2 separate regions of the Sus scrofa genome follow, and region 1 is linked to region 2. A link is a contact called in public Hi-C data. All regions are on one chromosome and are shown on one strand. Each heading gives the region's core, a stretch centred on a gene start, on an enhancer-like site or on the middle of the called end of the contact. The rest is flanking DNA. Distances are from core to core; before and after follow the strand shown.

The links. A called contact is a pair of places that touch in the nucleus more often than the background predicts.
Region 1: a contact with region 2 is called in a Hi-C map of liver, with 4 times the contacts expected there. The contact joins two enhancer-like sites. A contact is called at or near these places in 4 of 47 Hi-C or Micro-C datasets (embryonic fibroblasts, liver, omental adipose tissue and 1 more) and 1 of 2 datasets of contacts at active chromatin or transcription factors (alveolar macrophages).

Annotation. Positions count from the first base shown.
Region 1 is chr12:4,519,173-4,524,389 of Sscrofa11.1, reverse strand. No RefSeq gene overlaps it. Among named protein-coding and RNA genes, the nearest start is that of SEC14L1, 33 kb to the right of the region's middle. Within about 2 kb of position 2,334, at least 16 of the 83 cell types and tissues checked have an H3K27ac peak or open chromatin away from gene starts, as enhancers often do. A contact at or near this core is called in liver, where this site is marked.
Region 2 is chr12:4,271,713-4,276,950 of Sscrofa11.1, reverse strand. All of the region lies in intron 3 of SEPT9 (septin-9), which reads left to right. Among named protein-coding and RNA genes, the nearest start is that of SEPT9, 73 kb to the left of the region's middle. Within about 2 kb of position 1,565, at least 36 of the 83 cell types and tissues checked have an H3K27ac peak or open chromatin away from gene starts, as enhancers often do. A contact at or near this core is called in liver, where this site is marked.

The DNA of each region.
Region 1 (5,217 bases), core at 1,085-3,584, 250 kb before region 2:
TCCCTGGCCCAGGGTCTTCTGTTGCAGGTGTGGCCATTAAAAAACAAACAAACAAACATGCAGTGAGATACCACTCAGACCCACGTGGTTGATTAGAATCAAAAAAACCTGAAAATAAGAACTATCGGGGGAGTTCCCGCTGTGGCTCAGCGGGTTAGGGACCCAACGTTGTCTCCCTGAGGATGCAGGTTTCTATCCCTGGGCTCACACAGTGGGTTAAGCATCCGGCGTTGCCACAAGCTGTGGCACAGGTCACAGATGTGGCTCGCATCTGGCGTTGCTGTGACTGTGGCTGTGGCTTAGCCGCAGCCCCAATTCGACCCCTAGCCTGGGAACTTCCATATGCCATGACCACACATGTGCAGAGAGACCCTCTGGGTCAGGAAGGGAAGGGGTGCCAGGCCATAATAAGTCTGGACAACCTTCCCGCCCATGCTCAGCTTTGGGATCCATCTGGGCCAAAAGGTGTGCACGCAGATCAGGGGAGGGCCCTGGGTCTGCTCAGGTGTGAAAGACAAAACAAGGTAATTGGCCAAAGGAAGACAAAGACCCAGAAGGGCTGAGCTGTATACGTGATATGCTTGCTTATTTATTTGTTTTTTCTTTTGAGGGCTGCACTCCCCAGCTCTCAGGTCCTTGATCTCAGACTGAAATGGCCTGAAAGGGAGCCCTGGATAGTTGGACACACATGGCAGCCTTGGGGAAGCAGAGGCTTAGGGGGAAGATGGGCGTGACCTCCCCCCACCCCCTGCTAGAAACTACCAGGGACCACCGTTCTCCAGAGCTAGTGACATGTAACTGTCCAGATCATTCTAAGCTATTCCCAGTGTGAAATGACACGGGGTCTCCAGTGCAACATTCTCTAGGGCACTGAACATTAAAGGAACGTGTCTTTGCATCCTAACCTGTTTTTTTCTGCTGAAATGCTGCCCCGGGGTGGGCTCTTAGCATTGAACCCCAGCCTTGTCTGTGACTGCAGCTCAGGACAATAGCCTTCATTACACAATGAGCATACCGAGTGCCTGAGCAGGTGATGGGGAACCCTTGAACCCACGGGAGGAGACTCGTGAAAACATCTCATGTGGCCAATGCCATACCCAAGCTTGGCTCCTGGAATGGTCCCCAGCTGTCTCCTGCTCAGCTCCAGCCCGTCAATGGAATAGGCCCCAGCTGGTCGAGGTGTAGTGATGGCGTGCTTGTTTTCCCCAAAGGATGCGTGTGTGTGTGTGTGTGTGTGTGTGTGTGTGTGTGGCTGGGCCTTAGCATTTATGACTTGTGTTCCTCTGGGTTATGTAAGAGACAGTGGAAGCAGGCAGAAGTCTAGTCTTTCAAAAAGATGGCACTTTGGAGTTCCCTGGTGGCTCAGTGGGTTAAGGACCTGGTGTTGTCCTGCTGTGGCTCAGATGACTGCTGTGGCTCAGGTTTAATTCCTCGCCCTGGAACTTCTATATGCCTTGGGTGCAGCTGATAAAAATGGTTCTTTAATAGTAGCAATAGGTAAGTTAATGTGTGGTCTCTAAGTTTAATGTTGAAAATGACTGTGGGATACAAAAGGCCTGTAGCAGAAACGTTAATAAAATTGAATTAAAGAGGGAGTGCCCAGAGTTCCCACAGTGGCTCAGCAGTAACAAACCTGACTAGTATCTACGAGGATGTGGATTCAATCCCTGGCCTTGCCTAGTGGGTTCAGGATCCTGCGTTGCTGGGGCTGTGGTGTAGGCTGGCAGCTGTAGCTCTGATTAGCCCCCTAGCCTGGGACCCTCCATATGCTGCACTTGCAGCCCTCAAAAGCAAAAAAAAAGGGAGGTGAGTTCCTGCTGTGTTATGGGGGTTATGGACCTCTCTGGGAGGATGTAGGTTTGATCCCGGACCTCGCTCAGCGGGTTAAGGATTCAGGGTTGCTGTAAGCTGTGGCATAGGTCACAGAATAGCCTGGGTCCAGTGTTGCCATGGCTGTGGCATAGGCCTGCAGCTGCAGCTCCGATTCCACCCCTGACCAGGGAAAGGTCCCTCTGCTACAGGGGCAGCCAGAAAAAAGAAAAAAAAAAAAGAGCTGAAGAGTCTTTCTATGAAGTCAAAATTTTGAACTTCTTTCTTTGTCCACTAGAGGGCGGACTCCTACACCAGTTACCTTTTGTAACTTGGTACGAAGTTTTTTGGGTTGGTTTTTGTTTTTCTGTAATTTAGCCAAAACCTTATTTCACCAGAAAGTTATGCATAAGGTTTATCTGCAGGGTTGGGCTCTTTCTTTCTTGGAAGCTGCCAGGGTGTCCCAGCTGCACCTAGTTCCCGGGAAGTATTTACCATGTCATGGGTCAGCTGAGCCAAAGTCCATCCTAGGACATGGCTGGGAACTTGGCACTTGGCACCTGAGGATCAGAGAGAGTTCTAAAGCAGCCTTCTGTCCAGAGTCACCCTTGGTGACAACAGGTGGTTCTACTCTGCATGAAAGATGTCCTTCTTTTTGTTGTTGTTGCTTTTTTTTTTTTTTTTTTTTTTTACGGCCCACCCACGGCATATGGAGGTTCCCAAGCTAGGGGTCCAATTGGAGCTACAGCTGCCAGCCTACACCACAGCCACTGCAATACAGGATCTGAGCCACGTCTGCGACCTACACCACAGCTCACGGCAACGCCGGATCCTTAACCCACTGAGCGAGGCCAGGGGTCGAACCCACAACCTCGTGGTTCCTAGTCAGATTTGTTTCCGCTGAGCCACGAAGGGAACTCCATGAAAGACATTCTTTGGTGAGGAATCCAGTGCAACACATGACCAGTATCCGAAAGTCCTAGACAGCGTTTGAAGGGAATAGAAGCATCTCTGGCCAGAGTAACTCAAACTCGAAACTGAAAGGTAGAAATCAAGACTAAAAAAAGTTTGTACAAAGCCAGCGTGGCTCAGCTTACTGATTGCTGCCTGTTAGAAAAGTGCCGTAGACTTGGGGGGGAGGGGATCACAACTCTGGAAGTGTACATTTAATTAGAGGGCTGCGTGCTCTCTGGTTTATGTAACCTGGTGGGTGCACCTGGTTGACAGCTTCCTGATGGATTGAACAAATGCTGAACGCTCACTGCTGGCCAAGTTAGGCCAGGACAGAAAGCAAAACAAGGTAACTCCTTGCCCTCAGGGAACTAACGTTTCAGTGCAGGGGACACAGAAATCATTACAGCAGTAGGACAATGGGATTGCTCTGGGGGAGGGAGAAAGAAAGAAAGAAAGAAAGAAAGAAAGAAAGAAAGAAAGAAAGAAAGAAAGAAAGAAAGAAAGGAAGGAAGGAAAGAAAGAGACAGAAAGAAAGAAAGAAAAGAAAAGAAAGAGACAGAAAGAAAAATGAGCTGGGAAGGAGTGGAGTGTGAGGTTTGCAATTTTAATCTTTGACCTTTAGCAAAATCCCAAAGTACAGAAGTAAGTCATACAATACCCTGGAAGAGCATCCCAGGCAGAGGGAACAGCCAGTGCAAAGGCAGCCAGAGCAGCCAGTACAATGGACCACAAGCAAGGAGAGTTGAAGAGGAGGGCTGCAGGGGGTGGGGACGGGGTCTCGCAGGATCTCCTGAAAACTGTGACTGGCTTTTACTCTGAGGAGTGTCAGCAGTCTTTTCGGGGCCCTTTTAGGGACCATCCCCCCTCCCAATAAAAGTAGTTAACATTAGAGGTACTTCCTATTCTTGTGCTAACAAATCTGCCTTTGAGCTGATCCCAGATCTGGGCTGGGGAGTGTTTCCTTTGGCGGCTGGAGGAGCTCTTGCTCTTGGTCTCTGCTGGTGTCCCGAGATGAGTGACTTGGAAAAATGTTTAGATATGACATATAAAGTTCCCAGAACAAATGACCTTTTTCCCATGTGCAGGCCTGGGGCCCTCCTCCTTGCAGATGAATACAGAGGCTGCTCCAAAGTCTGCCTGGCTCAGCAAAGCAAGGATCCTGGCCCCTGGCCGCCTGTAGACGCCTCCACCCTAGGGCTCCCTGTGTTGTGTGGTTGTCTTTTCACCTTTTTCCACCTTGTGGGGACCACAGGCTTGTCTCTCTGACAAACAGCTGCTGCATGTCATGTGCGTCATTCAATCACCACCAAGAAGATGACAAAAAACACATCCGCCTATCACAGACTGAAAGAATTCGTGTCACCAAGGGGGACAGGTGGGGGGCGGGGGGGGGATGGACCTGGGCTTTGGGACCGTCATATGCACACGGAGGGGAACTTGACCATGTTCCGTGGTGATCTCCGTGGGAAGGGACTCTGAAAGAGACTGGGGGTGTGCGTGTGTGCGGCTGGGGCCCCTGGCTGTACAGCAGAGGTTGTCGCAGCCGTGCACGTCGACTCCACTTCAGTAAGACGTTCGGGAAGCGTTCATGCGTCTGTAATCCCGACGACGTACAGGCCGTTTGGGTTGGACGTGGACACACGTGATGAACGCCTTTAAAACAATTAGCCATTCTGGTATTTTTTTCTCCAATCCGTTTTGCAGTCACAGCAGAAACGAGGTCTTTGTGGCCCATGTAATCACAGTGGAGCTGAGTGCGTCTTTGGAGGCTCTTGGGCTTGTCAGCTGTGCAGCTGATGGTGACACAAGGCTGCTCGGGGACGGCAGCCACTGTCAGCTGGCCACTTCGATTATTGTACGGAGTTAAAGGAAGACTGCTGTTTTCTTTCAACAACAAATTCCTTGTTAACACAGCCGAGACACGGGTTCTTTTTTTGGGGGGGGGGGACTGCATATGCAAGATCCAAGGCTAGGGGTCCAATTGGAGCTGCAACTGCCGGCCTACGCCACTGCTCACGGCGACACCGGATCTTTAACCCCACTGAGCGAGGCCAGGGATCGAACCCGCGTCCTCATGGATACTAGCTGGGTTCATTACCTCTGAGCCACGACGGGAACTCCCAAGATGTGGGCTTTAAAGAACTGACTTCCGCTACAGCTGCGTGAGCCTCAGTCTAACTGTGCGGGCTGCTCTTGAGGAGTCCATCTCTGAGCATCAAACTTTCAACATCTGTCCCTGTTTGAAAACTTTGCTCGGTTGTCGTCTTTGACCTCGGCGAGTTGTCATGATGAGCTACGGGCAAAGCTCCCGTGACCCTCTTCACGAAGGTGCCAACTTTGATCTAGATGGCTTGAAGGGCGTTCCCGTTGTGGCGCAGCAGAAACAAATCCGACGAGGAACCATGAGGTTGCAGGTTTGATCCCTGGCCTGGCTCAGTGGGTGAAGGATCCAGC
Region 2 (5,238 bases), core at 316-2,815:
CAGGCTTCCGTCCTGCCCAGGAATTCCTGGGTCCCTGGGTGGCCCCTCCCTGGCCCTGCCTTCAGCCGCACCCCCTCTGTGACTGGGCAGGGGGCCCGGGGCGGGGGGGGGGGGGGCCTTAGGCAGCATCCCGCGAGCCTGACATCAGAGAGGAAGTGCCTGATAGCTTTGGGGGGAAAGCTCTTTTCCCACTTCGCTCCTGGCCGAGGGACGCCCCCTGGCACCCCAGAGACCCCTGTCTAGTTCTTGTTATTTTAAATGATCTCATCAGTTGTGGGAGGAGGAGCCCCCAGCGCCCCCAGTCCCGCCCCCGTTTCACCAGGGAGCTCTGGTGTGTATCCGCTGACAGTCCTGCAGATAGGAGAGAGGGCTGGGGAGGGGCTGGGGGAGGGAGATCCTGGCCCTCCCCTGAGGGGACATCCCTGATAAGAGGAAATTCCACCCTGTGACAAATGGCCAGTTTCCACCCATCCAAGGAGGAGAATCTTTTTTCTTTTTCTAACTTTGCAAACTTTTGCCAAGAACTAACGGAATCTCTTTGGCCGCCTCGGACGCGGTGGGCGGGCCGGCCGGGGCTGGATCTTGGGTTTGCCTTGGGGTCTGGGGCCATCGTGCTGGAAGGCTCCAAAGGGGAGGGGGCTGTTGGGGCCTCCTTCCCTGATCCTTCAGGCGAGTGGGCGGTAGAACAGAAATAAAAGATAAATCCCTTGACACAGGAAGTCGGAGGCCTCATCCCTGGCCCTTGCTGCAGCATAAGTTCTGCAAGCTGCTTTTTTTGGGGGGGTGGGGTCCGAGCCCCGTGGCTGGTGGAAGTTCCTGGGCGGGGGATTGAACTCGAACCACAGCAGCGACCTGAGCCGCTGCAGGGACAGCGCTGGATCCTTCACCCACTGCACCACAAGGAAACTCCTGGAAGCCGCTCTTTAGGAAGTGAATAGGTCGGCGGTGGTGGTGGTGGCGGCGGCGGCGTGCAGGTTGGAACCTGCTCCGACTGAAGGTTGATGTCTCTTTAGGCCGCCGGGCGGGGTGAGCAGCCGAGCAGGAGGAAGAGGTGAGGAGGCGGGCTGGAAATGAAGCAGCAGAGGGGGGCCCCTTCCCCAGGGTGAGGGGGCCGCGGGCTGAGAGCTGGCTGCAGTCCAGGTTTGACTCTGTCGACCGAGGCCATGGAAACCGTGTTGGCAGAAGCCAAGACCTTCTTGAGATTCCTTCCTGGACAATAGAGGTTTGCTTTAACGGGTTTGGCGAGAGGAAAGGGCAGCAGTCAATGTGGGGGACCCCCCCGACTTTGGGGCGCCTCGGGGCCCTGAATGAATAGATTTGGACGGGGGCGGGCGCTCTCCTGCTGCGTCCCCTCCCAGGTCCAGCCGAGCGAGCGGGGTCGTGGGAACCCCCTCCTGGGCCGCCCCTCCTCCCGGCGTCTCCACGCGCAGAAGCCGAGCAACTGCAGTTTCGTTGCAATTGCAACTGCAGTTTCGTTTCGGGTCCCCGCGGGGGGGAAGAGGCGGCCCCTTCACCGGCAAATCCCGCCTTTCTTTGTGCTGCATCTCCAAAGCCTGGGTTTCAGGCCAGAGGGCAAAGTCTCAGGTTTCTGGCCTCGGGTTCCTGGTCCGACTGGGGAGAGGCTTCCTGCTCTGTACAAGTGCGAAGTGTAATTCGACTTGGAATTCCTCATTGATTAGATGAGCCGTGCGCGCTTTTAAAATTCATGCCTCAATCCCTGCCTGCACGCATTTGCAAAATCCGGTCGTTTATATTCAGTGTTTCCATCTTTAGAAGGGAACGGGAAGGTCCCTGGTGACATTTATGGGGAGTTTGTGGTGGCCTGGGTTGGCTAACGGGGACACAAGGAGGAGCGGAATCCAGTAAATGGGAAGAGATCCTGTTTCAAAGCCCTGCGGAGAAACGGCACCCCGTCTCCCTGATGGAGACCAGCTGTTCAGAACTCGGCCTTTGATCATGGAAAAAACCCTCTTCCTCACCCTTCCCTGGTCATGGAACCCAGAACTTCTTTGTTAAACAGCTCAATTCAGAAATAACATGATTAAATGCGAAGCTTTCTTTAGACTAAGGTACTCTCACCAAGAAACCTAAGGGTCCTTTGATAAATAAATCCCCCAAATAGTCCAGATTTATTTGCTTGTGTCTGTTATCTTGTGTTTTTTGGGTTTTTTTAATTTTTAGGGAGAGAGTTTTGTATTTTTTTGTTTTGTCTTTTGTATTTTTAGGGCCACACTCGCGGCACATGGAGCTTCCCAGGCTATGGGTCTAATCGAGCTACAGCTGCTGGCCTACACCACAGCCACGGCCATGCCAGATCCGAGCTGCGTCTGTGACCTACACCACAGCTCACGGCAGCGCCGGATCCTTAACCCACTGAGCGAGGCCAGGGCTCGAACCCGAAACCTCATGGTTCCTAGTCAGATTCCTTTCCCCTGCACCACAAGGGGAACTCCCATCTTTGTAAAAGAGGTTTGTGGAGTTCCCGTCGTGGTGCAGCGGAAACGAATCCCGACTGGAATCATGACCTTGCAGGTTCGAGCTCTGGCCTCACTCAGTGGGTTAAGGATCTGGTGCTGCCGTGAGCTGTGGTGTAGGTCACAGAGCAGCTCGGATCTGGCATGGCTGTGGCTGTGGTGTAGGCCAGCAGCTGTAGCTCTGATTAGACCCATAGCCTGGGAAGCTCCATGTGCCGCGAGTGTGGCCCTAAAAATACAAAAAAAAAAAAAAAAAAAGAGGTTTGTGATACATACACAAAAATCCTGAACGGCTGTCCAAGACTGGGTTCCTTGGGGCTGCTGTGAAGCTGCCTGGATGTTTTTGCTAATAAACATTTGAATATGTGAACTTCATATTCCTATGTGCCACCCGTTTTCATTCAGATTGATCTCAAGCCTATAGTGTCTTCTTTCGGTTTGTTACTGGGTAATAATAGGCACTTGATGTTTGCTGAGTGAATCATTGTTGTAGTCCTGGTCCACTAGGACCCCCAGATCGTTTTCTGCTGTTGCTGTTTATGGCCATTTTAAAAAGAGTGAAGTATAATTAATGTATAATATTATACGATATAGGCGTACGGTATAGTGAGTCACAGTTTTTAAAAGTTATACTCTATAGTTATTATCAAATATTGGCCCTGATGTACGATACACCCTTTTAGCTTATTTTATACCTAATAGTGTACATACATCTTAATCCGCTACCCCTGTATTGCCCTTCTCCCTTCCTTTCGCCACTGGTAACCATTAGCTTGTCCTTTGGGGGGGGGGGGCTGCACTCTCGGTGTGTGGAAGCTCCCAGGCCGGGAATGAAGTCATTAGTCACAGCTGCGGCCTATGCCACAACTGGGGCAACCCCAGATCCCCAACCCACTGCACCACCACACTCACTCTGCCACAATGGGAACTCCCAGTTGTATTTTTTAGATTCCACATGCGGCATCATTCTGTATGTCTCTCTCTTTCTGACTTATTTCACTCAGCATAGTGCCCTCCAAGTTCATCCTTGCTGCAACATTTCACTCTTTTGTAATGGCTGAGTTGTATTCCTTTTGTGGGTGTGTGTGTGTGTGTGTGTGTGTGTGTGTGTGTGTGTGTCACATCTTCTTCATCCATTCATCTGTGGATGGACACTTAGCTTGCTTTCATCAATTGGCAGTTGTAAATAATACTGCTGTGAACATTGGAGTGGATGTATCTTTTTGAATTAGGTTTTGTGGGGCTTGTTGTTTTTTGTTTTTTGTTTTGTTTTTCAGATACATACCCAGGAATAGAGTTGTTTGGTCATTTGGTAGTTCTATTTTTAGGTTTGTTTTGTTTGTTTGTTTTTTGTCTTTTTGTCTTTTCTTGGGCCGCTCCCACGGCATATGGAGGTTCCCAGGCTAGGGGTCGAATCGGAGCTGTAACCACCGGCCTACGCCAGAGTCACAGCAACATGGGATCCGATCTGTGTCTGTGACCCACACCACAGCTCACGGCAACGCCAGATCCTTAACCCACTGAGCAAGGGCAGGGATCGAACACAAAAGCTCATGGTTCCTAGTCGGATTCGTTAACCACTGCACCACGATGGGAACTCCTATTTTTAGTTTTTTGAGAAACCCCTGTATTATTTTTGGGGTAAATCACAGCCCCGTGCAGAAGAGGATGGAACCCTGGCCCTCCCCGATTTCAGAGCCTCCCTCCCCATTCACTCCTGAGAAAAGGTGGCCCAGCGGGGCAGGAGGGGCAGAGATAGGGCAGGCGCCATGGGGGGGCCAGCTTCAACCCTCCAGTGGGGCTGTCCCACCAGGAAGATGAGCCTGGGCTAATGGTGGGCTGCAGGAGTTCCCTGGTGGCTCAGCGGGTTAAGGATCCAGTGTTGTTACTGCAATGGCTCTGATTGCTGCTGTGGTGCGGCTTTGATCCCTGGCCTGGGAACTCCCGCAGGCCGCAGGCGCTGCCAAAAAGAAAAAAAAAAAAAAGGAGGCTGCAGAGAGGAAACTGCCAGGGTTTCCTCCAGCTGATCTGTCACCCCTGGGTGTCCTTGCTGGGCAGTGACGGGGCTGCTTACATGGCCTCACAGCACTGGGGTGGGGGCAGGGCACAAGAACCCAGGACCTGAGTGTGGCATCTGGGCCTCTGCTGCCTCCAGCTATAAAGCTGGCAGGTGGGCACTCATGGGCACAGTGGGTTCTTTTCGATGCATTTCTACCAGCAGCCTCCTCCTTTCTTTCTTAACATAACAGCTTGTTGAGATAAAATGCCCCTGCCCTACAGTCCACCCACTTAGGGTGTGTGGGGCCACCGGTCACTAGCCACCACCGCCATCTATTTCCAGAACACGTTCGGCGCCCAGAAGGAAACCCCTGCGCCCTGCGGCCCAGCCCCTGGCGGCCACCCGTCTGCTCTCTGTCTCTGTGGATTTGCCAGTTCTAGACATTTCGTTGAAATGGACTCCTACCGAGTGTGGCCCTGCCGTCTGTCTTATGCCCTTGAGCGTAATGTTTTCCAGCCTCCTCTGGGCTGCGGCCAGTCCATGTCCAGGGCTGATGGCCTGCCATGGCTCCCGTTCTTCTGTGTGCATTTGCCAGGTTCCTTTATCCTTTCCTCGTTGGTGGACCTTTTAGATATTTCTTGAGTCGCTACTTTGCGCCCCTTCCTGGGCTAGGGGGTCCCCTGAGCGAGCCTGGGCCTCAGGTCGAGGGTCTTGCAGGGCAGGAGGAGGCCACAAAGGGCCGCACGGAGCCGGAACGGGGACCCG